Regions from separate parts of the Sus scrofa genome. Here all the other regions are linked to region 1. The links are chromatin contacts, called in public Hi-C and HiChIP or PLAC-seq maps. All regions are on one chromosome and are shown on one strand. Each heading gives the region's core, a stretch centred on a gene start, on an enhancer-like site or on the middle of the called end of the contact. The rest is flanking DNA. Distances are from core to core; before and after follow the strand shown.

Evidence for each region. A called contact is a pair of places that touch in the nucleus more often than the background predicts. HiChIP or PLAC-seq counts read pairs in DNA pulled down with a chosen protein or histone mark.
Region 2: a Hi-C map of liver shows a contact between it and region 1, with 4 times the contacts expected there. The contact joins two enhancer-like sites. A contact is called at or near these places in 1 of 47 Hi-C or Micro-C datasets (liver) and 1 of 2 datasets of contacts at active chromatin or transcription factors (alveolar macrophages).
Region 3: a Hi-C map of liver shows a contact between it and region 1, with 8 times the contacts expected there. The contact joins two enhancer-like sites. A contact is called at or near these places in 1 of 47 Hi-C or Micro-C datasets (liver) and 1 of 2 datasets of contacts at active chromatin or transcription factors (alveolar macrophages).
Region 4: a contact with region 1 is called in an H3K27ac HiChIP or PLAC-seq map of alveolar macrophages. The contact joins the promoter of NRIP1 here to the enhancer-like site in region 1. A contact is called at or near these places in 1 of 5 promoter capture datasets (liver), 8 of 47 Hi-C or Micro-C datasets (embryonic fibroblasts, liver, retroperitoneal adipose tissue and 1 more) and 2 of 2 datasets of contacts at active chromatin or transcription factors (alveolar macrophages and skeletal muscle).

What each region holds. Positions count from the first base shown.
Region 1 is chr13:180,071,895-180,079,516 of Sscrofa11.1, forward strand. No RefSeq gene overlaps it. Among named protein-coding and RNA genes, the nearest start is that of NRIP1, 160 kb to the left of the region's middle. Within about 2 kb of position 4,082, at least 11 of the 83 cell types and tissues checked have an H3K27ac peak or open chromatin away from gene starts, as enhancers often do. A contact at or near this core is called in alveolar macrophages, liver and retroperitoneal adipose tissue, where this site is marked.
Region 2 is chr13:179,839,139-179,846,760 of Sscrofa11.1, forward strand. All of the region lies in intron 2 of NRIP1 (nuclear receptor-interacting protein 1), which reads right to left. Among named protein-coding and RNA genes, the nearest start is that of NRIP1, 73 kb to the right of the region's middle. Within about 2 kb of position 3,118, at least 13 of the 83 cell types and tissues checked have an H3K27ac peak or open chromatin away from gene starts, as enhancers often do. A contact at or near this core is called in liver, where this site is marked.
Region 3 is chr13:179,893,825-179,901,446 of Sscrofa11.1, forward strand. It overlaps NRIP1 (nuclear receptor-interacting protein 1), which reads right to left. Exons shown (of 3, transcript XM_021070819.1): 2 at 2,316-2,397. Among named protein-coding and RNA genes, the nearest start is that of NRIP1, 19 kb to the right of the region's middle. Within about 2 kb of position 3,712, at least 7 of the 83 cell types and tissues checked have an H3K27ac peak or open chromatin away from gene starts, as enhancers often do. A contact at or near this core is called in liver, where this site is marked.
Region 4 is chr13:179,913,529-179,921,150 of Sscrofa11.1, forward strand. NRIP1 (nuclear receptor-interacting protein 1) reads right to left here and starts at 2,698. Exons shown (of 3, transcript XM_021070819.1): 1 at 1,356-2,698.

The DNA of each region.
Region 1 (7,622 bases), core at 2,832-5,331:
AGCTATAGCCAACAGATTCCAAAGTCCATGGATTCCCCTTAATACTGCAGGGTAAACAATGCCCTAAAACTGTGTACCTTAGAGATTCACCTTGGAAACACCCTAAGTTTACTATAAGTCCCTTCACAATTTAGCTCCAACCTCTTTTCTAGCCTCACCCCTTGTCATCACTTCCTACCACACACAGACACATATGCATGTGCACGCGTGCACGCGCGCACGCGCACACACACACACACACACCCCACACCATACCATAGGAGGCTTTTCACATTCCCTGGAACACACAGGCTCTTTTGCCCCTCTCTGTTTCCTACATTTTGTTCTCTTGGCTTCATAATGCACATTATGAGTATCTCCTCATACCTCATGATGAGAAGAAATATCAGCCTTTCTGAGTCCCACAAACCCTGTCGGTAGTTGTGTTCTTCCTATAACACTTATTCAAGCACATACTCTGATCTGGGACAAGGGTGAGGCTTGTGAGGCACCCAGGCACAGGAGTTGAGAAGACATACCCTGTTGGAGTCTAGGGGTAGGATAATCACTGGGGTATTAATTTGTGTATATTCTCTCGATATATTATCTCCTTGAGCAGATTCTGCTATGTTGGTATAGAGGAAATACAGAGAGGGAGAGAGAGGAGGTTACCCTCCCAGGCAAGGAAGAGGGAGTTGGGCAAATTGGGCAGCAGGACCCAGGAAAGCCCTACTCTTGGTGGAGCCCCACAAGGTGGCAGGACCACTGTGAGGGGTGGGCCACCCATTTATCCAGGAAGCTGGTTTTAGACACCAGGCTCCTGTGTCCTTGAGGATCCAGTGGTCCATGTGTGTCATGGAAATAGTGGGGCCTCCAGATCTCAACTAACCAGCTAGGCTTGGACTGAAGGCATCTAGGAATAGCCTATGTGGATCCAAGATTTTGGGGGAATCTCCGCACACGTTCTGGGCTATGAAGAAAAAAACAAAACAAAACAAAAAAACCAAAACAAAATAGGACCTTTGCATGACATAGGGGCAAAGCAAGAAAGGACCTTCAGTAATGACTGACATTGAACTTCCTTCCTTGCAAGATGAGAGCTTAGCATGGCATTTAATCTCCTTTAAAGAAAATAAAGACAAATAACATTTACTGCACACACATTTCAGTTTGTGAGCCATGATTCATACCCCAAACATTTGTTTTCATGTCTGTCTCTGTTACTGGACCATGAGCATCTCCAGGGCAAAAACTCATATCCTTTGGTCTTTGCATTCTCATTCTTTGCATGGTGCCTACTGCAAAGTAGACCCTAAACAAATGCCTGTTAAATGGCTGAATGAATAAATAAATTACTCAATCAAATCAGTCTCTAAGGGCTCTTCATGCTATTTGATTCTATGACGGAAATGAAAAAGTATCAGATCCTCCAATTCAATCTTTTATTTGGGGTATGGAGCTGAGATTTAGCCATCCAAAAGAAAGAAAAAAAACGGAAAAAAAAAAAAAAAACAAAGGTAAAAGGAGGAGGGAGAAGGGAAGGGAGTTTGCTAACTTGTAAAGTCTCCCTCCTTCCTTAGCCATTTGATTCAGGAGGATGAATGAGTGCATTTTCTTCCTCTTTCATTTAGTGTAGCACTAGCTTCCTCCAGGCAATATGAAAAATCAAAGAATTAGGCTGAGTACCTACATCAGAGAATTTGATCAAGGACTGTGGGAAGCCATCAGGGGATGCTGTTATGGAAACAGTGCTGCTTCTCTGCTTTCCTTCATGCCTACTGAAAATGCAGAGCTTACTGACCGGTCTTTCCATGACCTGGATAATTTGGCTGAGGGAACTCATGCTTATGGTTGTGTGGTTACCTAGCTTCCAGGCACCAAGGACAACAGGACTTAAAAGAATATTCTGTGATACTTATCATTCCCAAGGTTTTGCGTGATTTCTTTCATATGCAGTTGTTGGGATTTTTCTCCAGGAAAAGCCATCTGAGAGCCAAATGGCTGGAAAATTCTCTAAGAGATAGTCAAGAAAAATGAACAAAGATACAAATAAACAAAACCTGTCAGGGAGTAGGTCAACCATCAGAGTGTTCTCCTTTCTCTTCCAGACTCCTTGAGAGGAGTTCCTGTTGTAGTGCAGTGGAAACAATCTGACTAGGAACCATGAGGTTGCCGGTTCGATCTCTGGCCTCGCTCAGAGGGTTAAGGAATTTCTGTGAGCTGTGGTGTAGGTCATAGACACGGATCCTGCATTGCTGTGTAGCATAGGCCGACAGCTATAGCTCTGATTCAGCCCCTAGCCTGGTAACTTCCATATGCCACAGGTGTAGCCTTAAAAAGCCAAAAACAAACAAACAAACAAACCCCTTGAGATAATGAGGTAAGTTGACAATTAGACAAAAGCCAGGTTGTATCACAGGAAACACTGGTTTCCCTCAATCCCTTATGAACGGTGGCATTTCATTCTTTTCATTCTTAAGGCTCCTAAGAGAGCCCATTTTCTCTCCTATCCAGCCTGGTTTAGCTCCTAATTAGATTCTTTTCTCTTAGACAAACTAACAGGCTGGCTGCTAGCTTCCCTTTCCAAAGATTCTACCATCTTATTAACCATCAGTAAGAGCTGAAAGTTCTTGACCTTCCCAAGAGGGGAGACATGGGGGCCAGGGATCTCTATTACCTTAGGGCTATTTGTTCATCTTTCCCCTTCTTCCTTTTATACCCCTTTTTGAGGTAAGACTCATCCCATTCTTCCTCATTTTAGGCTCCAGTGGAGTCAGAAGGATTAGGCAATGGGCCTGACTGCAATGTTCCCGCCCCACCCAGGGGTCAGGGCTCACGGCCAGTTTCCTCACAAGAGGTCACTGTGAGCTGAAGCTGCCTGATCCCAGACACACAAGGGCAGGGACTCAGAGGTCTGGCACTGCTGGCTGTAGGACCAGTTTAGCCTGGTGACCAGGTAGATGACCCAGCTGCTCTCCTCACTCACTGCTGTGTTCAAGTCTTGGAGACCCAGATTTTGAAAGTGAGAGAAACAGACATTAAAAACCCAAAGGTAATTAGAGAGGGAAAAAAATGCTATTTAATTTACACACTAGAAAAAACAATTTTGCCTCTACAAAATATGTTCTTGGTTTCTGATAGAAATATTATATATTCATTGCATCTGTGAGCCAAATATTGACCTGACCATGGCTTTTAATGATAGTGTTAGGACAAACCTATTAATTCCTATATCAAAGAATAAAGTTAAATGAAATTAGATTTAAAAAAACAGTGCCTCTAACCTTGAAATCTTCCCCATGCTTAGGGTTCACATTAGAAGTTCAACAGCAGTTGGTCTACCTTCTCGACCTCCTCTAGACCAGCCTGCTTTCCATCAAAGTATTAGCAATCATGATGTGTTACATTTGTTTTTCCTACTTTATTTCTGGGCTTTTCAGTTTTGTCTAATAGACCATGTGTTTTAAAGCAGCATATTGACTGATGAATCTATCTTATGTGATTCTTCACACACCCTGTATATTTAAGCAGACACTTAGAAAATGTGATTCTATTTACAACATAAGTTTGGGCAAATTCACCCTTGCATTTGGGTTAAAAGGATCCTAATCAATTGATTATCTAACTTCCATCACTTCCTCACTGTCTTGAGATTCTTTGACTCAAAACATGTAGGGGAGAGTCTGAAGTTGTTTTGGGCTCAAAGCACATTTTGGTTGCTTTTTTTTTTTTTTTTTTTTTTTTTTGTAAAATAGTTTTTGGTGCTGATGCATTTCCTTAATATTATCTACAGTAAGATAAGCACCAACACCCTGATATAAATGTGCTTCCAGACAACCCAGAAGCTGTCATTTTATTCCATTTTCTCCTTCAGTTGCTCCCAGAATCCATTTCAAACAAAAGAATAAAAAGGATCACATAAATAGGTTAGATCAGGGGTGAAGAAGAGAGAAATGCTCATAAGTTGCAAACAGGAAAAGAAATTAGGACAACAAGGCTTCGGAAAGGTTGCAAACACATTCATAAACAAACATAGACTGCCCTGGAACAACCCTGGTGTTTGTCTTTGCTGTGATGGTGCAATGTGGCCTAGTGGTCTGACCAACTGGGACTGCAGTGCCTGGGTTCTCAGTTTTGCTTCAGACTCACTGCTCTGTACCTCATGGCCTTGGACTGGATGGCCTTGGACTGGATGGCCTTGGACAGGCTTTCTTGATCTGAGAGATAGGCAGATTTCCCAGCTGCAAGGCTCAATGTTTAAGGGAGAAAAGGTTGCAGAAGGGTGAAGAATATTGCTACATCTAAAGCAAGACTATCCTACATGAATGATCAATGCAAGAAGTTTTTATTTTTACTTGCATATTTAGAGTCAAACTCCAATCTTCTCTGCCATGCACAGGGTGCTTGTTTGTTTTGTTGAGGTCCCTGATAGTCTGGGTAGTTTGGAAAGGAGTGGGAGTGTGTATGAAGAGCAAAGGGAAGCATCTATTGCAATGTTTGGTGGTTTTCTGTGTTGTGCACGTCCTCTCTCTCCATCTCCAGCATGGATTTCTCTCTCTCTTTTTTTAACTTAGGAATTTATACTGCACTGTTAGGTTTTATAATTAGCATGACAAGTTATTTGTATGTTTCTCCAAATGATTGCATCTTTGCATATTATAAAGAAAGATATTCAAACATATCTTAAGTTCCCTTTAAAGGCAACCACGTTTAAAGAAAGCCCCGCTTCTATTAAAATTCCGCACTCCTTGGAGCGGTTCAGTTTAGCTGAGCTTGCTGATCAGTGAAATCCATAAATAGTTAAAAGCCTCCAGCCCGTGGTAAAGAGGAAGTAAAGTAGACTTATCTCATGACCCAAAAACACATCAAAAACTGCAAAATAATTAACTTTTTACTTGGTATTTAAACAAAGTATTCTAGAATGAGAATTTTGTTATTTCTGAATTGGGTTTTTACCTCAATGTTGGAGTCAAATAAACTTGGAAATATTTATGCTTTCTTTGATTTCAAAGGGCAGGCTTTAATAAGAAAATTACTGCATTTGTTTTTTTAAATCATGTAATCACTCAAGAGGAATTGATTCACAATAATTGCTATTAAGACTTACGCAGAAGTTACAAAATATAAAAGCTAATTCTTTAAAATATATATTCCATGTTTAGTAGATTTTTTTTTTTTTTAATGTTGAACATTTCTTGATTTTTAGAGTTGTTTCTGGCTTCTAGAGCCTAGAAAAATGGTCTGAACCAATAACTTCTTTTCTGCTTCCTTCTCTTCTCCTTCTTTCCCGCCATTCTTTCTTTTTTTCCTCTTGCTCCCCCTTTATCTTCCCACCCCACCCCTGCCAACTTGTATGAGTGCCTACTGTGGACCTGGCACATTGATTGACACTGAGTGCCTTGGATTTAAAGGTTAAACGAACCCAAGATCTTCACACAGCAGAGTCCAGGGAGGCAGAGGACAGCAAACCCCACCTACCCAGATGCCAGAAGATACTGAAAGCCAGAATGAGACACAGACAACCAGGCTGCAGGAAGTAGGGTTTCTGGGAGAGCTTCTCAGAGAAGGTGAGTTTTGACCAGATACTGAAAGATAGATTAGCCAGGAACTTGATAAGCAAGGACACTGAGAACACCATACATAAAAGCACAGAAAGAGAACACAGGTAGATGTACATAATTTACTAGTGGATGGTTGGGAAGGGTTAGAGGAGTAGGAAGAAGAGATAAAGCTGGGGTCTGAGGTGGGAGCAAGGGATCTCCATGTCTGATTATGAACTTTGGATTGATTCCTGTGGGTACATGGGAGCCAGTGAAGGTGATTAGCTAGAAGAATGTCAAGGCAAGATTTGCATTTCAGAAAGATGGCCCTGGCACCCTTCTGGAGGTCTCTAGGGGAGGAAGGTTGAAACTAAGAGCTTCTAGGAGATACCATGTTATACAAATGTGAATTTTCTTTTGGAATCAACCTAGGGCCATGCATTCATTCATGCAGCAAGCTTTTACTTAAACACCTATTTTCTGCAAGGTCACCAGCTCGGTGCTGTGGTGGAGACAGAAAGAGTTAAGACATAGTCACTGCAAGGTTCTTAGCAGGCCTCCCAAATACTATGTTTTAGTAAAGCAAGCTTGCTGCTGCTTGAAACCCACCAGGGAACCCACCATGCATGGTCCATGACATGCATTCTTTGAACAGCTTAATTCCACTCTTCTAAAATTCCCCTTGTGTTTTTGTTGTTGTTAAGTGCAACAACTCCAGTAAGTTTAATAGCATCTATTCATCCTCTTTTTAAAGAAATATTTTCAGTGTCAATGGCATTTCCCCCAGTACTGACCATTAACAAAAATGTATAACACAATGAAGAGCAAAACTTCAAGCTTGTAAATCTGCAGAATTCCCTGATCTGGGTAGATGAATTTCCTTCATTTCTAAGAGTGTTCCAAGAGCTATAAGTCAATTTGAAAGAAAAGAAGCTGGTTGAACATTCTCACTTAATTCCACTTGTAGGAAGTAAAGAAAGAGAAATTAGCACCTATCTCAGTGGAGTGTTCTGAGAAATCACTGTGAGAAAAGACAGAGCGTGATCTCAATCAGAAGCTTCTGCAATAAGATTTTGGAACCAAATATAGCCCCCATAAGTAGACTCGGCTTATAAGTGGAAATAATCAATCTTACAATTAAAATTCTGGGGCTTTAGATAAAAGAAAATCCCAAATAATCTTCATTCATATCTTACACCAGTTTCTTTGGGTTTTAGAAATTACAGCACTTGACTATGATGCAATCTTCTTTAAGGGCACTTGTATGAAACAATTTCATTTTTAAAAATTAGGAACACTTTTCATAAAGAAATAGTTTAAGGGAAAAATGAAATAAAATTGGAAATACAGGTAACTCTGGAAATATGACCATAAGCTGATCAAAATGGATGTCATACAAGGAACAACAATTGAAAGCTAAATGCAGAACTTGTAGCTCATATATTAATAATGCAAGAACCATATACATTTATTCATAATAATTGACTGAAGATAATTTGGTGTGGAATAATTGAACCAGAACTAATTGTTGCTCTCCGCATTTTATTTTAATGCCATAACCTGATTATTACAAAGATTTTCATACTAAAATTTAATGTGGTCAAAATTCAAGCAGCATTAATGTCTGATTATCTATGCATACAATACATATATTATGGATACTATGAACAAAATGAATACAAAACACTTTTCAGTCTTTTATAAGAATATGTATTCCTATACTAATTACATAACTAGTTCAAATCATTTGGGGTTAGAAGAAGTTACTCTAGGGGGGAAATATGATTCTGTTTATTTCTTGGAAGAAAGCTTCAAAAATAACAATGGACCCTGAAGAATCTATAAAAGTAATATGAAGAGGAGTCTATCAGCTCTCAAGGATGCTTCAAACTGCTTGAAGTTTATTTACGTGGTCCACCCACAAGGACAGGGAGGACTCATTGCTTTCCAGCATCTTCTGGACAGATTTGATGCCATAGGACAAATGGAACCAAGACATTGCTAAGAATGGAAAATAAAAACCAAGGAAATTGAAGAAACATTACATCACTGGTGCTGTTCTTGGTATCCAGAGACTTGATCTCAGTTCTTGCCTCCACCAAA
Region 2 (7,622 bases), core at 1,868-4,367, 230 kb before region 1:
AGTGCTTGACGGACTGAGCGTTCAACAGAAGGACATAGGTATCTGAGGACCTCTTCAACTCTAACACTTTATTTCTATGATTCCAAGTAACTTATAAAATTGTAGTTGATAAAAACGACAAGCATTTTAACCAAAAAGATGATATGCTGTCACAAAGGTGTGGAGATATCCCTGACCAATATATTTTATAGTCTTCTTACTGAATTCTAGGGGAAGGAAATTATTTTTAAACAGCCATACAACCTACCCATCCATTCCCCCAAAGTTATTTTATCTTCACTACTTTCATTACTGGAGTCACAAAATTTCAAACAGATGTTTACTTAAAAGCTAAATAGAAGCTTATATTCAAACTGGAGCTTTTGCTTATCTCTTGATGACTGTATACCAAACACAATGGGAGAGTAAAGACTTCAAACCCTTGATAACACAGATCAATGCATGAGAAAGGTAAAATAATTGTCCCCTATAAATGATTCAGGGAAGTGAAGAGCCCCTCTGTTCTGAATTATCCTCACGAGGCTTATGTCTATGAATCAGATTCAACAAATCCACTATTCATTTTCTTCTGTCTCCATAGTTTATATAAAAATTTAATTTATAATCAAAATTAAGATTATAACTTAAGAGATTTTAAATTAAAAACATTCACCAAATCAAAGCAGCTAGAGAAAGAGCTTAACTGACAATATCTGTTCCAAAATAGAAGCCCTCCATGGACGCTGTACTGTATTATCTTGAAAACATAGAAACTAGAATTTTTTTTTTTTTTTGTCTTTTTCGTCTTTTCTAGAGCCACACCCACAGCATATGGAGGTTCCCAGGATAGGGGTCTAATTGGAGCTATAGCCGCCAGCCTACACCAGAGCCACAGCAACGTGGGATCCGAGACGCATCTGCGACCTACACCACAGGTCATGTCAACGCCAGATCCTTAACCCCCAGTTGAGGCCAGGGATCAAACCTGCAACCCCATGGATCCTAGTCGGACTTGCTAACCACTAAGCCACGATGGGAACTCTTTGAAACTAGAATATTTTTAAGTAAAATTAATTCTAACTAATTTTTTAAAATTCAGGAAGATAGTTATTATATGTTAAAGAGTACATGTGATATTTATTGAACATTAATATTAATGTCTGCTCACTCTTTCAGTTAAACAATAGTTTCTCTGGAGAAACATAAAACTAACATTATTTGGTGGCACATAAGTGTGGAAAGAAAGGTCTAAGTATAAAACCCACAGTATAGCTTCTCCTAACTTTTCCAATAGCTCTTCAAAGTAACTGGTGCTTTCTATCAGTCTTGAGAAGCATAATATTTTCCAATCTCCATATATTTTCATATTCCAAACTATGAAATATAATGGAGAATGGCACTTTCTTCTCCTGGAATTGTTGGAATATCTATAGTACGTGTGTGTGTGTATGTGTGTGTATGCATATATATATATATATATGAACATCCTTTGAGACTGGAGTATAAATCCTATTAAATCCAACTACGTTTTTCCCATCCCCAAAATAGATTTGACATACAGACCTAAGCACAAGGTCAAGGTCACAGATCACTAAAAAAGATTACCAACAGAACTGATGAAACAGCTGGCATTAGATCAAAGCTCCTGGGGTTTTTAGTATACTTACTAGACACACTGCATTTACTCACAGGGTACACCCTGTTCTTAAAATGTTCCCCATCTTTGAGGACAAGATCTTCATGTACTTTTTTTTACAAAGTACGTTCTATTAAGAATGTTGCATTAGATCAAAGAGTAGGATAGAAAATCAGTGTATATATGTTTCAGAATCATGAGTTGTGTATGTCTGTAGGCCTGCATATTTATTTATTCATTTGTTCTAACTGATCCTTGCCAAGTGACAATTCTGAAATCAATTTAACTTGCAGGTTCCTGACTCAACCATGCTCCCCAACACTTCCAAGCCTTTGTACCACTTAAAATAGGAATTGTCTATTTTTTAGTATCTTGGGTCACTTCTTCCCAAATCCATAGATTTAAGTGCTAAAAATAGGTTGAATCAGAAAAATTTTACAATGCATCCTAATCTTCTGCAATAATTTTCAAAGTATACATATAGGAAGAAACTCTGCTTATCAATAAGAGCAACAAAGTGATTCTTAATGGAGTTTATTATTCAACAGTGTAATTATCTAACAAAACCATGCCTTTTGTTTCAGCTGTTCAAACAATATATTGAATTTATCTTAAATTACGTTTATAAAGTCAAGAGTTATGTGGTGAATGTCCTTACTGAAGCATTCTGACCAAGAAATTATTTTTAAGGATACATAAAATACTGTTGGGGTAAATGTGTAATATAAAAGCTTTCCTTGTTAAATCAAGCATCACACCTGCTGTAGCTTTATATAATTTTCAAATTATGATACATGTATATGCACCCATTATCAGTTTTTCATTTTGCAAAATTATTTTTGATCACTTAAATAGGTTTGAATGAAATACCAGAATTGTCCTATCCTAGAATGTCCACTAATTTCTCAATTACCAAGGAAAAGGGAAAAACAAATAAATTAAGTATCAGTGAAAACTGAACTTCCACAATTCTCTGGTGGTCTGGTGGGTTAAGGATCTGGCATCAGTGCTGTGGCTTGGGTCAGTGCTGTGGCTTGGGTCAGTGCTGTGGTGGGACTTAGATCCCTGGCCTGGGAAACTTGCACATGCTGTGGGCGTGCCTCCCCCTCCCCCAGCCAAAAAAAAAAGGGGGAAGAAAAGGAACTTTTTTTACCAGGCAGAAGCAGACCATGAGTATAACAAAATTATCAGTAATGGGCATCAATTCATACATCAAACTTTGATCACAAAACCTATAGATATATTTTCTATTTTAAACAGAATTACTTATAAAATATATTTTATATACAAAGTCTATTTAGAGGAATCATTTATCACTTAATTAATAATTATGTTCTTTAGGTGCTGCCTAGGTAAAAGTGCTGCCTTGCTTTGTGAACTCTGACTTGACTTGCCAAAAATGGTAAAATTATCATGACATCATGCTTCCTGGAACAGCCCAGAACACAAAGCTTTCTAGATTGAGGATTTTAGTCAGTCTGTGGCAGAGAATATCACTTACAGACCCTATCCATGGACAGAGAGAAGAGTGGTCACAGTGTAAAGGGAAGAAGCCAAGGAACCCCATTGGTTCCCACCCCAAGGGATTAATGAGCAAAACAATAAGAAAATGCACACTGTACCTGAAGAATTTCTATGTCTTCAAATAGTAACATGTAACATTAAAATACATTTTTCAACTAGGGAGATGAAGCTACTGGCACACCACTGGTAGGCTACTCACTTTAAATGGTTTCATTTTGACTGTGAAACTGCCACCCATACCTCTCTATAACGTCTCCTTTGCTCATCAGTATACACGGCAAATGTCTGAAGTAAAAACCTCAGGAACTGTAGCCAGTAACTGCCCATCTGAGACAGGCTGTGCTGCTGTCCAGGTCTCGGGCATACTCAGTCCAGGAGCAGGGAGAGTCCGCGTGATTTGCCTCGGCACCTGATACTCAGATACAGATTGGGCTGCGGGGTAGAAAGGAGGCTTTAGAAGAGGCTCTATGGGCTGGAGAAGAAGCAGGAAGAACAGTGCTGGTAACATAGGTCAGTGTCTTTCTGACTTCACTTTACTGGACTAAAAATGCTTCCGGGTAATTTTTACTTTGGCAACTGAGATCATTAGAAACAACTACTACTACCTACTATGAACGTTATTTAATAAAATTAAAACATTTTAACATCAAAAATTTAAATACTTTAGCTTTGTGAGAATCTCCGTTATATACATCATTCCTTCTCTCCTTCTCTCTCCCTTTCTCTCTTTCTCTCCTTTTCTCTCCCTTCTCTCTCCCTTCTTCTCTTCCTTTCTTTCTTTCTGTTTTTCTTTCTTTCTTTCTTTCTTTCTTTCTTTCTTTCTTTCTTTCTTTCTTTCTTTCTTTCTTCCTTCCTTCCTTCCTTCCTTTCTTTCCTTTCTTTCTCTTTTCCTTCCCTTTCCTCTTTCCTTTCCTTTTTAGATAAAAAAGATATAGGGACTGGCACATATATGCCATACCTCTCTGTTTGTTCAATTCCACCATCACTTAAGTTCTTATATCAATATTTACTCTATATTTTGCTTTATTATTTTGGTACTTACTGTGCTTTCAATTATAGCATTTATATAAAATGAATAATGTGTTTTATATTTAAATCCTTGCCATTACACATGAGGATATGACTAAGACATAACCATGGGAAAAATAATGTGACGTAGAATAAAAAGAATAAAAAGTTCTTGACAGAACTTTCTGCTCAGTGTCCTTCTCCCCTTTCACCCACACAATCCTTACCATCATCATCACTTGATAAAATATATCAGAGTTAAAAATGCATCATATAACAATGCTCCATTTGCTGATAATCAAGCTCAAGGAATAAAATCTTTTACAGTCTGTAAGTCTCAGCTGAGGACTCACCCCTTCCCTCCTTGGGCAGCCTTCCCTGAACTATGCAGGCTGGGGACCTGCAGGACTCCCCAGCACTACTCAGTACATCTTTCAATCATCTCATTACAAAACTGCATTTTGCGCCGTTTATGCGTGGCCCTCAACTAGAGTGTAAAGCTCTTCTGGGCAAGGAGTCCACCTCTGTTGTCTTATATCCCAGCACCTGGCAGGGATCACATTCCCAGTAAAACATGCAACAAGTCAAACACTTAGAGGTTCAGACAATGAGGGGTAAGCTGTCATAATTCTAAGGTACCTTAAGATTTAAAACAATATGATAGTGCCATTTGTAATGTTTGGTTTCAAATCTAAGACCTCCTTTGTCCCTCTAAATATAAACTCACAAAAAAATTACAAAATCAAAGAGTAATAAAGTATTTTATCCTACACAGGAAGTTCTCTGGATTTGAAAAACATGTGACTAGTATTCCCGTTAGAAAAACACAAGATTTTATAGCATTCTTGCATTTTTCTAACAGAATACCTGTCACACATGCAATAAAATTGGGTCATGATGATTGTTGTACAACTATAAATTTTGTAATAAAATTCATTGAGTAATAAAAAAAGAAAAACACAAGATTTAAATACTTTCAAGAAGATCTTTATTTTAACATCTCTTTGTTAAAACGTGATCATTTTTCACTTAATTTCCTCTGATCAGTGTCTTCCTGGCCAAGGTTTTAAGATGTAATATGCTTATGGACTATAGATAAGAATGAGCAAAGGTTTCAAAATGCTGGTATCATAAAGCTTTCCACCATATCCCTCTCTCAAACTACTCACTCTATAGGAAGTTGAATAAAACCTATTTAACATTAAAATATTTCATTGTTAAATTTTCTTATGATGGAGCTGTATTTAAGAAATGAGGTAGCACATTGAAAGATTTAATCCCTAAGATCAGACAAATCAAATTCATCCTTAAAAGGCTTTAGGAATTAACTTTGAAATGTACAGTAATCACAGCTGAGAAATTATTTCTCAATGTCCATTTGAAAAAAAAAAAAAAGTCAATCACTGAAGTAGATAATAATCATTTACCAAGCAACTTGAACCCTTTAAGTTGTGTGATAAAGATGAAAGCAAATTGGTCAAAGCTATCCTTAGGGTGATCTTTTTCCTGTGAACCTCTATTTGCTGAAGAGCGTCAAGTATGAGCTTTCACTGTGTTTGGCTAAATAAAAACAATCTCCTGCCATAAAGTGATTCTATTAGAATGTGTAAAAGTGATCAAATTACTTTTAAAAGCCTTTAAACCTGAAAATCTGAAAACCAATTCAACAAAAACAAACATTATCCAAGCAGGTCTTGAATACTGATGTGGAAGAGTCAGCATGCCATTGTCCTGGCTGTCCTGCTTCCACGTCTGCAGCCGCTGTTTGGAGCAATAATATCAAGGAGATGTACTCCTCTGACCTGCACTGAACTGAAAGCTAAGCTTCAGGTTCCCTCTTGTTTTACAGCAGGGTATCAAACCTAAATAATGTTTCTCAGGTCTGAGGGGCTAAGAGGTCATGTGGGTCCAGAAAATAGCTAACTTTGATAAAATTTTTAAAACATTTTTCTAAAATATACAGTAAGACACTCTTCAACATTTGTTAAAAACACATCATACTATACTCCAAAAGCTATTCAGGCATTTATTTTAAAGGTATTACACTACCAAATCGAATGTCCTTGTCTTTCATAAAATGTTGTGGGGTTTTGGGACATTTTATTCACTTGGACTAATGACTTTTTTTGAAAGCAAAACTAACAAATATTCTTGCCTCCATCATACTGGGAAGGTAAATTTATAGAACTTATGTAAAAGTGGTAAAGCAGCTGGTTTTTATGAAGGGAAACTTATTTTTCTATAATGATTCTATGACTAGCTATCACTTTCCTAATAGCAAATAGAGTCTATAAACATAATAGGACCAATTTAAGGTTAGGAGAGAGTTGAAAGGTCATCTGCCTAACCAATCATCCCATCTGATGCTTAAACGTCTTTAATAACCTATTTGCTAACACTGGTTGTCTAGTTTATTTCTCAAAACCTCTGGTAACTATGTATTATAGGAATCAGATGGCTCTGGGTTCAATTTCTGGCTCTTTCACTTACCAACCGTTTGACTTTGGGCAAGTTAACCACTTTTGAAAGTTTTATTCGTAAATGTTCAAGAACCAATACCTAGTTCACAGAGCCACTGTGAGGAATAACAATGAAAATGTCACAGTCCTCATATGGCACTTGGCACAAAGCGGGTGCTCAAGAAAGATTAGTCGTTATTCAGATAATCATTCTGTGTTTACACAACTGCAATAGTAAGAAATTCTTCCCAGCACTGGGCTATAATCTGTCTCCTTTATTCTGATCATTTGTCTTTTTGGGGGGGCCAAAAAAAACAAGGCTAATCCCTCAACTATCCTTCAAACACTAGAAACATTATTCCACTAAGTCTATCACCTTGTTAAGGTCTGGATAAGACAGTGACCTTCCATGGTTGAAGGAGTCTAGCGAAGGGCAAACAAAGGAAGACACATGCATGTGGGTGCCAGTCTACAAAGAGGCAGTTCTTCACATATTCTTGACTGGCCAAGGTAGTGTATGTAAGCTCCTGGGAGCTCTCCACCACAGACCGTTGACTGCTACTGAGTTTACTACACGTTAAAAAGGGCCAGCTTTTCCCCAGGTGCTTTCAGCCATATGTCCTCCTCAAATGAAATATCACTATATATTTTTTTTTGTTGCTTTTTTTTTTTTCTTTTTGATTCTCCTTCTGGGGTTGGCTAATACTCTATTACCTCACAAAGGTTCACATTTTAACAAACAAGCAATTGAGCGACTGGTTAACTGGCCAGTTAAGTGGCTCATCCGAAACCAATTTAGGGTCTTCCGAGTTCCAGCCATTCCTATTAGTTTAAATAACAGGTAAGCAAACACTTCTGTAGCACCTGGAGAACTCTGGCTTACTTTGCCTACTCTAAAAACCTCTATCTGTTGTCTTTTATTTTTCCTAGAAAGGTCACAGAGCATACTAGTTAGAAGAACAGTCTTTGGATTCCTGACTCTGCAATCTGTCAGTGGGTGACTCTGATCAAGCTAC
Region 3 (7,622 bases), core at 2,462-4,961, 180 kb before region 1:
GTGTCAGTGAGGATGGCTATAAAACTACTACCTTATATCAGGAAACAAGAATAAGAGCAAACACAAGTGATTATGGCCAGTCTTGCTTAATAGGCTTTACCCCTCCTGGCAACCCTCTGGACATGACCATTTTCATACCGTATCCATATTCCAAATTCTGAACACAAAAAAGTTGAAAACAAACCAATCTGGTAGCAAAATCTGACCCAAGTTCATGTGACACAGCTTATGGTTCTTGATTCTCACTTGGCAAATATATACATAAAGAACATTAACCACCCAAATCTAGGTAACCTTTAAATATACTAATTAATGGAAAGTCATAGGTACATCTATTTGTATACATACAATCTTTTTTTAACTGCCCTATTTTACTCAGAAGATAGTGGAGTTACATCATATGTCACTTTATCACATTAAAATTAAACCAGCCACGCTTAAAAAAAAAAAAAAAAAAGAAAAAGAAAAAACAACTAAAATTCTATCTAGCATATAACCTAGATTACAATAGATGACATGGATCTGCTGTTACAGATTCTGATTTTACAGTTTAAAGATAATGTACTTTTCATACAAAATGCCCCCTAAATACTGGCTAATTGCTTTATGTGGTGTTCAACCAAAACCAAAAAATGCTATTTATTTCAACACTGAAGGAGAAAACGCCTGTTTGAGACCTACTGAAACATACTATATTAGCATCTGCATGGCATCTTTCCATCGACTTTTTTAGGATAATTTTAAATAGATATGAATTTGACTAAGGCACTGTCTTTAAAAAACTCAAGGTGTAACTTTATAACTATGCTGGCTAATACACACATGGCTACCGAGTAGTTTAAAACTGAGCAGTCTGAACTGTGATGGACTGTAAAGTAAAAATACATGCTGAATTTCAAAACCTTACTATGAGAGAAAAGAATGTAAAATATCTCATAATTTTATACCAATTAAGCAATGGAATAATATTTTGCAGATATTCAGATAAATAAAATATTTTATTAACTTCCCCGGTTTACTTTTCTGTTTTAAATGCGCCTACTAGAAAATTTAAAATTTGAGCAGCTCACCTTACACTTCTACAGAATAACTCTGCTCTCTACTAAAGACTGAGAAAAAGATTAATACAAAATTTCACAAGTACTTATGTTGTAGAATGAATAATTTCACTTTAAATCACTAGACTACTACGAACACAGATAAAAGTAGCAATAAATATTCATCGGAAATGCAGAAGTACTACTTGTGTTACTCATCCACATCCATGATTTTAGATATTCAAAGAGGTATCCAAACATCCAATAATAAAGCAAAAGTCTTCCTTATATGATAAGTCTCATTTGTTTTAAAACCCATTTTAAGATCATGACTATCCAGTTAATACAGAAATATGTACTTAAAGAGGTTGACCTATTCACTACAACTTTAACAAATACATTATTAAATGCATTGTGCATCCTTCCTTTATCTGTTTCTTTTCCAAGCAAGACAACTGGCAAGTTTTTAAAAAAGACAAACATGAGACTTAGGGAAGGTATAAAAGTGGACACCAAGAAGGAAAGGGTAGATTTGGCTGAAGGAACTGTGTTCGCCACTGACTTCAGCCAAATAGGCTGGTATATCCTCATGGGGTCTTGGGGTTGTAAAGAACAAAAACACAAGGCAGGGAAGTCTCACAAATGATGATCCTAATATCCTTCCTTCCTGGTAAGAGATCACATGTGCTGAGACGCAGGGTCTACAAGCAGATGAACTGTTATGCTGCATCAGTCTAGACAGATGTGATAATGCAGGGGGAACTCAGCAGATGATGTTCAGAAGCAGAGTCAGGTGACCCAGTTAAATGTGTCCACGGACCCTGACGAAAGACCGATGGAATCACAGAAGGCAGCTGGCTCCTACAATGGGAGGCAGAACTGCCATGGGCAGGAAGAACTTCAAGACTGCCTGAATGTTTAATGTATATTTCACATGGTCTTAGATTAATAGAAATCTTTTATAACTCATTTTCAAATTACAACATTCTTTAAAATCATACTATACTGAAATGGTAAAATGTAAATACCTCAGATGTTTAATAAAGACAAAACTGGTTCAGTCTAAACCAGATTTCTTTTTCCCATACAAAATTCAGAATTTACCAACACTAAAATATGTACCTCTTCTCTGTTACAAATGCCAAACAACTAGTTTATCAATCTCTGAAACTTAAGAAAAATAAACAATTAAAAATGGCATAATATTCTTTCTTTCCTACAACTGAAAAGGCTTAACTTTATTTTTTAAAAGTGGAGCAATGAGACAAAATACAATACCTTCTGGATGTGTTTCTCCCAAATGTTAAAATAATGGGTCCTGAGAACTGAGTCCTTAAATCGCTCACAATCCAAACACTCTCTGAAAATTAACAGAAATAAGTGTTACTTCAAGTGCATCTTAAAGAATTTCAATAGCATGTTTTACAATGAAATCTTAACTACAACTAAAATAAAATATTTGAAAAAAAATTCTTAATTATATATGTTTTCCTTGGGCATAGCTGTTGACCACATCTGATATAAATATGCTTCAGAAAATTATTTATACTAAAGCACACTACCTGTCTTTACACTGAATAAAGACTCTATCACCAGTTCTTAAATGTGTGAGAAGTTAATGTCAATAACCAAGAGGAATTCTGATCAAGGATCTTGGGAGAAAAAGTGTTAGAATCACTTGACAGTTAACATAAGAGTTGAAATACCTCATTTTTTCCCCAGCTCATTAGAAACAAAAAATGTTAATAGAACCATCCTAGATATAGAATGACATCAACATGCAGGAAAGTTTATACCTTCAAGAACAAAAGAGTGGGTGAAATGTTTTTTGGCCAGCAAGAGACATGCCCACACTTTAATACTGTGGTGGCTGAGGAAACTGTATACTGATCAATAGGCCAGTGGACAGTGCAACTAGCTGCTGATAAGGAAGGTATAGTACAAACTCCGAGATTTCACCACAGCAGCATTCCACTGTGTTTATGTCTGGGTTACATCTCTAGAATTCTCAATTCCCCCATCCCACAGACTATGATCAGTTCTCAAGGATAATAGCTGAGCCTTCAGATAAACCTATCCATCTAAACTTAAACTCCCAAAATAAAGTATTCTTCATTATCACTTCATTTTACCTGATACCCTTCAGTCTCCTTAAAACCCATACATAGATTATAAATGTCTGCGGGAGAGGTTCCCTTAACATCCTAGGGAAGTAGGCTCTTCAACCACTCTGCCTCTGGGTCACTTTCTTTGTATCCTGCTTACCGTTACTCTCCCTGCAACTGAGAGCCTTTCATTCATCTCTGAATCCCCCAGTACCTAGTATGGTGCAAGGCATAGAGCTGATGCTGAGCTAATGTCTGCTCATGTAAGACTTTATCAACTAATATCATTCTAAAGTTAAAAAAAAAAAAAAGAAATACAAATAAAGGAAAGAAGGTTGGTCATAAGCCAACCACAATGAAGAATACCTGCCTTTCTTTTAACTTCATGTCTCATACACCACACACTCAATTCTCAGTCTTTCTCCATACCCCCCACCTTTTCTCTCTCAGTTCTTCATTAGCAAGACTCTCCTACTATCTATGTCAACACTCCCTTAACCCCTAGAGACAGTCAGCTGGGCTGGGTGGCAGATCTCTTTTCTGCCCAGGTGAATTGGGGACTCTAGTCCTGCTGTCTGAGGTCCCGCCTCAGTTGGCATGGTGACTGGGCAAATCCTTTACACACATGCATCAGCAGCTCCTGAGCTATCCTCCAGCAGCAGCAGAGAATGCCATCTATATGTGTAAATGAAAGATACTTAGAACCACAACTAACGGCAGAATGTTCCTAAAATTGTATTAGTAGACAGTAGGCATCACCTTAAAACAGAAAACAAATGAAAAACCCTGAAGATACCGCCTAGTGATTAAAAAGAGAGAGAGAAAAAAAGAAAAGCATTATCATTTCCTACTAGGACACCATTTTTCAGCAGCTAAATAAAAACATTACCAAATCATTTTATATAATAAAATTTAACCTTATTTTGACCTTCCTCATAAAGCAAACAAACCTCTCTATCCAATAAAGTTCCATCTGAACTATGTAAGATGATAAGCAATACCTTAATTGCATTCATTTACATGACTTTGAAACTATTCTGGGCTGAAGTCACTGACTGCAAGGTCACAGAATACAAAAAAGTAAAATGTATGCAATTCACCAAGGAGGAATGGTGTACTCAGACACTGGGGTAGACCGTCCCCCTCCCTCATTAGGAGACACCAAATGCTTCATGCAATCAACAGGTGCAGCCATCCCTAACATCTCTATCTGATATCTAATATATCACACATATACACAATGATTTTATAAATATACATATAAAATGTCGTAAGAATATATATTTGATAAATCCATCATATATTACGGTTTTCTTACTAAAACCAATCTCCCTGAATAGAGGCAAAGGACAATCTATGCTTTAACTGCATTTAAAATCAAAACATGAAATAAGGGCTATTATTTTTTCCATTGTCTCACAAAAATTTATAACAACTAAAATTCAGATTATAAAGCTGTAACAATTTTTAGGACAAGCATTGCCACACAGGATGCTAAGTATATTAAGTGCTTCTGCTTTCAGTTTTCATAACCTAAACATTTATTCAACTGATTTGCTTAGAGGAGAGACTTTGACATGTCTTAGAGTCAATAATACCACATTAATAAAAGTAAAGGAATACAACTGATTGACAGAAATTGACTACCATAAATTATAAGGGACCATGTGTATTCTTCAAAACTTCAGATTGTATCCTAACACAAGAACAAGTTAGTCCTACAAGGTATTTCCCTTCAGTAATATTCTAATACAAACTAGATATAATTAGTCTTTGAACTTGCTGAAGAGAAGGAAACTAAAAGAATAGGATCTAGGGACCTTTAAAAATGTTTGTAACATTCGTATGAATGTAGAGCCTCACATATCTGTTCTAGGTTTAATACAACATCACCAGGAGCTTCATTTAAGAAGTTTCTGTCCATTAAATGAGATAAATCTCTCATATTTAATTTGCTACCAAAGCACTTTGATACTGCTCAAACCAAACTTTGGCAAGTTAAATATGATTTAGTGAATGAAAAGTAATGATATAAAATTTGGTCTTCTTCACCTTCTCTCCCTACACAGAAGGGCAGGAGTATTGCATGTAAATCTGTATTAGATCCAAATCATTTCAACTGATGCTACTCCACAAAGAATATAAGGATGAAAAACATTTATTTAAATACTATATTCCTAAATAAATCCCAATACCTTGATGTCACTTTGTCCTTTTTAAATGAGAAAAAAGACATCTCAATTTCTCTCTATAAGTTAGGCCAATTTGTTGTGGAATAGCTTAGTAGTAAAATAAATGCATACATATATTTTAAAAAGTACTAGCACTTTTTATGATCCACACATAACTCTCAGTGACCCTATTTTCTTTAGATATTTTAATTCTTTCTATAAGCAGTAATCCAGGGTTTAACATGATATAGATAATATGCATGATTGTATAATAAGCAATTTATGGTTCACATAGTTTGATAAGGACAAAAGGATTGAGCCCATCAGCGTCTTCTAATATTACTTCCAGTGTTCTTGGCCACATTTTTATTTGATTTCAAACCTCGGGCTCATGATAATTTTCTGATAAATAGGATAACTTTCTGCTATTTCTCAAATACTTCCCTCGGTCCATCCAAAAGACTGAGTACAGCTTTATGTCCCTAAAGCTCATTAATCATGATCACAATACCTAAAGTTCTATTTCATATACATAAAATTAGGACTCTCCTTTCCTTGGATATTAGAATATGTTAAAAGCAATTTTTAAAACCACAATCTAGCCTTTGTATCTTTATATGAACTACTTACAACCTTGAACTGAAAACAAAGTATATTAATGGCATCATTCTTACAGGTCTCAAAGTTGAAGAAAAAAGTCCAAGCCTGGGTTCTGACACGTGCATCTGAACAGCATGCAGCAATCTCAGGCGAGCTCAGTAAACACTACCCACGTAGCAGGTATGCGTGTGTGTGTGTGTGTGTGTGTGTGTGTGTGTGTGCGCGCACGCACGTGTGCACACACACGTGCCCTCCTCTTTCCATCTTCTCTTTTCCTTTCCCCTTCCTTCCCCAGGGAGGCCAATGATCAAAATATTACACTTAATATGGTATGGTATAGCATGGAGGTAAAAGATTCATCTTGTCTGAAAAAGAGGTGCCTAAAGAAATGTATCCATTCTGAATGCAAAGTTAAATCCTAGATGGACAGGATGCTCCTTAACCCAGAAAAGAACTTGACTCGAGTATAAGGAATAGACCAAAAACACTGCACAAGATGAAGTGTATCTAGGAGGCCATATCTCCATTGGAAACACTGGCTACAGCATATGTTAATTGACAATTCCTTCTAGGAAATATTTCTCTTCCTCTCTCACCTGTTCCCCCACCCATCTTGCCTTCAACTCCATAAACAGCAGTTATCCCCCATTATAAAACAGTTGACGGTTAAAACAATGAGCCAACGAAGAAAGTACAATATTCTATAACTGACATTTACTGCACTGGCCTTGGACTTCTAATCTTTACCAGACGGGCACACAAATCAATCCATCAGCTCATAAAGGTGTGCTTTTTTAACCTCTAAAACAGATGGGATTGGCCAGAAGTGTCTGGCATGTCAAACTGCTAATCACTGCTGCCCTTTGCACAAAATAACCCACTTAAGTTGAGGCATGGTTGCACTGTAACCGACATTAGTCTGTGGGAAACCCATTTAACTGTCACACACTCCTGCCACTCCTGCTCTCCCTTAATTAAGCCTAATGCCTTATGCTTTGACCTTTTGTTCTAGCCTATTAACCCTATCTAGTACAAGTTCAATTATGTTAAACTAAAAACTTTGCCATAAAATATTAAATGCCAAGCTCAAAAAATCATAAGGGACAGCCTCACAGCCCTTAGTTCTATGCACCCTGGAACTCCAACAGGAAAACCTGACTTTTGAAGTGATACTGATTACGATAGTGTCAAGAAGAAGCCAAATAATCATTCGGGTCCACCCCTCTTATTTTACAAACTGAGGCCAGAAAATATTAAATGACACACCCATTTCATAGCTGCAGCCCAATCTCACTGAAAAGAACCCAATCTCTGGCTCTGATCCTTTATTCTTCATGGTGTCTCTGATTAATAGTCAAACCACCTGGGAGTGTATTAAGGCGACTAATATTTTCACCACATTATTACTGTCACCACCTATGAAAACATATTACACAAACAGGCCTAAAGCAAAATGAATGAGGACGTCAACAGAATTTCGAGGTAAATTTTCCTTTCCTCCCTACACCAAAACTTGCCATCCACTCACTACTTCTTCTTTTTAAAGGAACGTATTGAGAAGTGCTAAATTCTGTAACGCTCACAAGGCAACAGGTACACATTTTTTTCTTTATTGATATTTTGTTTAGGTATTCAGCAGAGCAAGTGACTTAAGTTACAGAAAGCAACTACAACTTGCTACTCATCCGCAATAGAAAAAGCTGGCTATC
Region 4 (7,622 bases), core at 1,448-3,947, 160 kb before region 1:
CTCCGGGGCCACCAGGCGGCCGCCCCACGGCCCAGGACCCGCACGGACCCGCCAGTGAGCCCGGAGCCAACTCCCCAACTTGCGGCCCCGCTGCCCGGGCCCCCCGAGTTCCCGGGGAGATTCGAACACCGCAGGAGAGGCAGGATTTCCCCGGAAACCACCCCCACACATCGCCCGGCCGCCGAGCCCACCGTGCTGTCCGCGTCCGTTCCCGCAGCAGGCAGCCCCGGCCCGACGCCCCGACGCCCCCGCGGCCCTGCCTGCCAACGCCGCCGCCGCCGCCGCGGGCCGCGCTCCCGGGTCGTTTCCGGCGGCGCCAGCGGCCGCTCCTCTGAGCCCCCCGGCCGCGGCCGCCACTCACCCGAGGCCGCCGCGGCTCCAAGCCCCGGGCTCCGGCAAGCTCACTCCGCCTAGGCGCCCCGCCGCCCGGTCCTCCCCCGGCGCCCCGGCGAGCTCTTTCCTCCGACCAGCAGCGCTGCTGAGCGCAGCAGCAGACGCGAGGCCACTGGCTGGCGCGCGGGCGTGGGGCCGGATCGTCCCTCCGCCTCGGCCGCCTTCTCCTCCTCCTCCTCCTCCTCCGCCGCCACGGCCGCCGCCGCCTCCCGAGTTCGGGGCTCTGCTGCAATGTCTGCGAGGCTGACTTTGAGCGCCTCGCTCGCCGCCCGCCCGCAGCCGCGCTCCTCCCTCCGCCGCCGAGTCCGCCGCGGCCCAGTCCCTCCCCTCGCCGCTCCACGCCATTCAGCTCTTCAGCCAAGTTTCTTAACCCTTTTCTCCCCCTCTTTCCCATTGTGGCCGGGGCGGGAGGCAGGAGCCCGGGTCCCGGCAGCACGCGGGAGCCGAGGAGCCCCCCTCGGTTGGCTGTTTTCCTCCTAGCCCGCCCTTCGGACTGTCGGGCGGGGGCTGCGGGGACCCGCGGCTGCGGGAGGATCGCGGTGGCGGGGAGAGGTAGCTGCTCCACGCGCTCGCGCAGTCCCCCGCGGCTCCCGGCTCTGTCCAGCCGCCCCCACCGCCGAAGGCGCCGGGACAGCTCGTCCCAGGGGCCCGGGGCATCGAGCTCATTCCACAGGGCAAATGCTCGCCTTGGGGGGCACAGCCCGGGGACCCGAACGCCCGGGGTCCCCTCCTGGGTGCTGACGCCTCAGGAGCCCCCTCCTTCCATTTCACCCCAGGACACGCGTCCCCTTGGCCCCTTCTCGCCACCCCCAACTTCCACCACCTTGTAATCTGTGTGTCTTGCTTTAATCTTGGGGGACAGGGGCACTAACTGCAGGTCACTTGGACCCCACGCCCAGCACGTAGGAGGCACCCAGGGATTAAATGCGGAGTGACTCCCAGAGGAAAACTGGGAAGGAGACCTGAGGAGTGCTCCGTTCGGCTCCCCAGACGGACGGAGGACCCAGGAGCAGGGTTTTTCTTCAGCTGCTTTGTCACTGCGAAGTCTCCAGCGGAGTCCGTCAGCGAATCTACATCATCCCCGGGAAGAATCTGACCCGACCAGACAAGGCAAAAGGCACAGGGCTGCCACTTCTTCAGCAGCTCTCCCTGGTTCAAGCTCCGAATAAGAAATAACAATTACATCACGAGGCTGGGGCGGCAGCGCGGTGGAGCCTCTTGGTTTCCTGCAGCCAGATCTCGCTGAACCCGCCTCTAAATTGAGGGGGATAAGGATTGGTGAAGAGAGAAAGTGGAGGGAGGAGAGAGTCATACGAAACCGTAATTTCCCCTTTCTCCCTGTATTTGCTGTTTTAAAATCTTATCCTCAGCGCTCCCCAGACATCTAACTAGAACTATTAACACCCCCTCAACACCTCCCCAGATGTCAGGTTTCTTTTTGACTACTAGCATCTAGCATTTAGTAACTCGCCATGAAAAACAAAATTACCGGGGGAAATGAGTACCGTTGCTGAAATTGTTTTTGCTTGCTCCGAAACGCTAAAGTGCAGCTTAGCCTCCCTTTAAACTCCGAAATGGCATGCCTGTTTTAAAACACTTATTACACAAAACAAGTGAGTGGATGAGGCATTCCATTCTTCTATGTAGGAAACCTTGTGAATTCCATAGCATTTGAAAATAGAGTTGCTGGTGCACTTAAAAAAAAGAACTATCCAAGTCATAAACAGTATTCTATGCCTGTTATGTAATGGCTGTGCTGTGCATTTAAAATGTCATTTAACCTTTACAAATATGAATGAGAGTTCTGGAATACCTTCACAATCTGAAAAGTGAAAGCAATTTTTCAAATTAATTCTTAAATCCAGCCCGTAGCACAGTGCTGGGTACATGGTAGGTTTATTTTGCTCCATGGTGATACTGCATTTTAGAACAATTCTTTTACATCACTCTGGTGGTTGATTCAACTGTGCAGTCTGTCGCCCTCTTATACAGTTTAGACCTCTTATGATAGTTTGTTATTTGCATATACCACTGTTTGAAATCTGTTCAAGACAACTTGGTAAAGTCTGCTGTTCTATAGCATAACATTAACCCAGGATTGATGCAAAGCCAAGTCTTCCAATTAAGTGATGATCAGCATAATTGGAGCTTGGCTCTTTAAGGAGTCAAACTTGTTTAAAAATAAAAAAAGTCAAACTTGTTTTAACTCTTGTACAAATGTTTTCTATGTATTATAAATATTTCTGTTTTCTAAAACAGTTTGGCTTTTTGTCGAAATTCTGGGTTAATTTTATTTAAAGTGTTTATTATATAGTAGGTTATAGTGGATTTAGCAACTACGTCCAGTTCCTGTTCTTTATCAGGCTTCTTCCAAGGTGTTAAGGCTGCTCCCAGGAGGTATATAAGCCATCAGTCTCTGCCCTGAAAGACTCTGGGATACTGGGACTGAGTGATTATCTCTGCCCGTTGTAGTTTCTCTCCCCCTTCTCTAACTGACAATCTGGTGTCTTTTCTCTCTTTTGCCAGCATGCCTGCCTCCAACATTCTCCTCCTCTTCTGATTGGCAGCTGCTAGTCTGGTGAGGTCTGAGAATCCAGATAGCCTCACTTGTCACAATACAGTCTAAAGTAAAACTGAGTGGGTTCCCTGGAAGGAACTAATGTGCTCACCAAGGAGTAAAGCACATGAACCTTAGTGCATAGATTCTGTGACACATTTGGACCGCTCAACTGTTGCTCTGAAAATATTCTTTTTGCTTCTTAGCAAGAGTTTTAGATGATTGCAGTTGGTAGATAAACAACTTCCTAAGTCAGGTTATATCAAGTTTTGGTCTTGCCCTCCAACACTAGTGTTAAAAAAGTCTGCTGCAATATGTTAGGTGACTTAACAAAGCTGCTCACCTCATTATTAAGCTCTCTTCTCAACCTCACAGAACTCCAATCATTGAAATCCTGAACTCTTTTTGGTAGTGCATTAGTGTTAAGTAAATTGCACACCTTTTGCAGAATTCATTTTTACTTAATCATTCTAATTGTGTTGGGGCTATTTTGTTGTTCTTTGTTTTTTTTTTTTTTTTTTGAAAAAATCAATACCTAAGTTTCCTGGCTAAGAGAGTCATTGCAAGGATACTGGGGCATATATGTAATATAAGAATGCCTATTCAGTAATTTGTGTAGTGAAGACAACTCTCATATAACCAATCGTGATGTGAAAAAGACACCCTTGAGCTTATATACTTAAACACACAAGTAGGTTTACAAACCCTGGGGTTCCTGTGGGCTCAGAGACTTACAGTTCGGGCTCAATATGTTCATCCCCCACAAAGAAGGCATCTGGGAGAGGCGTGCTTATGATGTGCTCCCTGAGTCTGTCCTGCTAGAGCATTGTTCACACCAGTTGGTGACAGGATGTTTAACCATTCTAAGTTCAAGTACTACAGCCCCAGGGGCCATATCCCTCTCGTTCACATTTGGGTACCTCCATCACTTATCCCTGGCACACTGTGTGTGCCAGCGGTAGCCATCCGGTAGATATTGGACAAGATACTGTCATAGCCACAGGACAGAGTCTTTAATTCTACTTGGGGTTCAGGTGTGGGGTAAGGCAATTCAGGGAAAGTTTTACAGAGAACAGAGTGCTTCAGCTGGCCATTCATAGGTAAGAAGAATTTGCCAAGTAGGCAAAGTGGAAAGCGGTTCTCAGAAAAGGAAAAGACTCTTTAAGTAGCAAAGTGTGAAGAAAACAAAAATGGACATTGAGAAGTATTGAGCCCACTTTCTACACCATGAACTAGTGACTAGTGAACTATGACAGCTGACAAAAACATTCAAATGGGATCTCAATGTAGTTAGGTTGTTATGTCTCTCAGTCTCTTAGAGAAGCACTGTCCAATAAAAATACAAAGCTAGCCATAAATGTGAGTTACAAAGGCACTTTAAAATTTTCTGATAGCCAATTTTTTTAAATACAAAGAAACAGGTAAAATTAATTTTAATAATATATTTCACCTATAATATCAAAAATATCATTCTGTGTGTACACACATAAAATTATTCATTAGATATTTTACATTCTTTCACGCTAAGTTTTTAATATCCAGTGTGGTTTTTACACTCCTAACCTATCTGGATTTGGACTAGTCACCCTCAAGTGCTTAACAGCCACATGTGGCCAGTGGCTACCACGTGGACAGTGCAGCTCTAGGGGACAAATGAAGTCTTTAATAGTACAGTTAAAGGAAGATTTAAGATGAAAATCTAAATCTTGTGAAATCTGTGATTTTATTTGTGTTGATTACAGGTGTTTAGCTATGTTACAAAGATCACTTTCTTGTGTCTAAGCTTTTATGCCAATTAGAGAATCAGCAAAGTTTACATTTTATGTACTGTGTCTTCATTAACCATACTGTAGTTACAGCTACTTCTAGTTCTAATAACTCTGGTGGTAGACTGTCAGTGTAAACTGGCTTTATAGCAGGAATAAAACTCTATAAATTTGGGGTTGAATAAACTTTAAAAAAATCTTCCTTAGAACACAGAACTACCCCTACGCTCTTACTGTCAAGCATCTTCCTGGCAATAGAAGCCTAAGATTTTGCCCTTCAATTCTTCCATTCCCAGTTACTTGTAGAGTATAAATGTACCCCAGTCTTTGTTTGAGGCAGTGACCTGCTGGAAGCTGCAGCAGTAAGGATGTGCTGCAGTGCCCTGAGTACTGAGAAAGGTCTGAAGAGCTAAGATGAAGATGTTTAAACACCCTGTCTGCAGGTTACTGTGCAGTTTTCCCTAATGAGCCTGGAGCCCTTTTACTTTCAGTGGGGCATGAGTGCCAAGGACTGGCAAAATGAGGACACTCAGATTCTACAATAAAATGAATCCTGAAAGCTGGATCTTTTTTTTTTTTTTTTTTTTTTTTTGGCTTTTTAGGGCTGTACCTGCGGCATATGAAAGTTCCCAGGCCAGGGGTCAAATTGGAGCTGCAGCTGCTGGCCACAGCCACGGCCACAGCAATGCAGGATCTGTGACCTACACTACAGCTCCTGGCAACACCAGATCCTTAACTCACTGAGCAAGGTCAGGGTTCAAATCTGCATCCTCATGGATTCTAGTTGGGTTCGTTAACTGTTGAGCCACGAAGGGAACTCCAAAAAGCTAGATCTTAAAAACAAAACAAAACAAAAAACCCTGACAGTGATTGCATACAAGCATTTAAAAGTGTGTAAGGAAAGGGCAGATACTTTAATGGAAGGCAAACATGGATGCTCCCCAAACAAGAAATGTCTGGTATAGTTAAGCAGTCCAAAAAGCTAATAAATCCCAATGAAACTAAGAAAAACCTGCCAATTTTGATGCCATAGCAACTTAATAAAATTTACAACTGAAAGTAAATATTGCTATAACTGGATCACCTTGCTCTATACCTGAAATTAACACAACATTGTAAATCAAATGTATTTCAATTAAAAAAATAAAAATTAAGAAAAGAAAGCAAATATAACATGGAATCCTATCCTTTCACATAGAAATGGGTCAAGTAGATCTCATTAAGCATTCTTACCATAAATGAACACAAAATTTATTTTTGGGATTTCACAAATATACATTTGTATAATAATAAATCATTTGGGTAAAACATAATCTCATCCCTTTTAAGTAATTTTATTCAGATAACCTTCAACTAAAGCAGAGTACATAAATTCAGCCCTCCATATCTATAGATTCAACTAACCACGGAAGGAAAATATTCTTTAAAAAATTCCAGCAATTTTCAAAAACCAAAAGCCAGCATCTATTTACACAGCACTTAACATTGTGTTTACAACTATTTACATAGTATTTACTTTGTATTAGCTGTTATAAGTAATCTAGAGATTAAAGTATATGGGAGAATGTTTCTCAGTTATATGCAAACACTACTGCCAATTTATATAAGAGACTTGAGCATCTAAGGATTTTGGTTTTTGTGGGAGGTCCTGGAACCAATCCCCTGCAGATACCAGGGACAACTATATGTGTTTTTCCAAATTATTAAGGATTCTCTAGGAAAGAAAGCGATAAAACATGATATAACTGAGAATAACCAGGAAAAAAAAAAAGAAAACATGATTTATCCTTACCATTTATGCAGATGTTTGACCCTCAAAAGACATAGACATAGACTGACCAATATGTTTTAGATTTGTTTAGTTTGAGAAACATGAAATTCTTTTTTTTTTTTTTTTTTGTCTTTTTGCCTTTTCTAGGGCTGCTCCTGTGGCATATGGAGGTTCCCAGGCTAGGGGTCTAATCAGAGCTGTACCAGAGCCACAGCAATGCAGGATCTGTGACCTACACCACAGCTCACGGCAATGCCAGGTCCTTAACCCACTGAGCAAGGCCAGGGATCGAACCCACAACCTCATGGTTCCTAGTCAGATTCTTTAACCACTGAGCCATGATAGGAACTCCCATAAAATTCTTATATAGTTTATTTTTCCACAAAACCAAACTAAAATTACCCTCACCCTCAAATATACACACACATGCACACATACACCCACACTCCCTAAGATTTCACACAATTCAATGCAAAAAGAATAGTCTTTTCAATAAAAGGGGTTGGGACAACTGGATGTCCATATAGGAGAGAATTAAATCTGACCATTTATTTACACCATACACAAAAATCAACTCAAAATGGATCATAGACCTAAATGTAAGAACTAAACTACAAAACTCTTAGAAGGAAATATAGCAATAAATCTTCATGAATTTAGTTGGGCAAAGCCTTCTTAGATATGACACAAAAAAAACATAAGTTACAAAAGGAAAAAGAAGGATATTAGATTTAAATCAAATTAAAATCCTTTGTGCTTCAATGGACACTATCTGGAAAACAAAAATGAAAAGAAAGCCCACAGAATAGGCAAAAAATTTTGCAAATCATATATCCGTAAGAGACTTCTATCTAGAATATGTAAATAACACTTACAACTCAATAATAAGACTAATACCTTCATAGTTTTAAAAGAATGAAGGCCTTGAATGGACATTTCTTCAAAGAATATATACATTAAGCACATGGGAAAATGCTCCATATGGTTAGCCATCAGGGAAATGCAAATCAAAACCACAGATTGATATCTTTTCGCACTCACTAAGAATGGCTGTAATAATATTTTAAAAAACAACAGATAAGAACAAGAGTTCATGAGACTGTAAAATAATTGAAACCCTCAGACACTGCTGGTG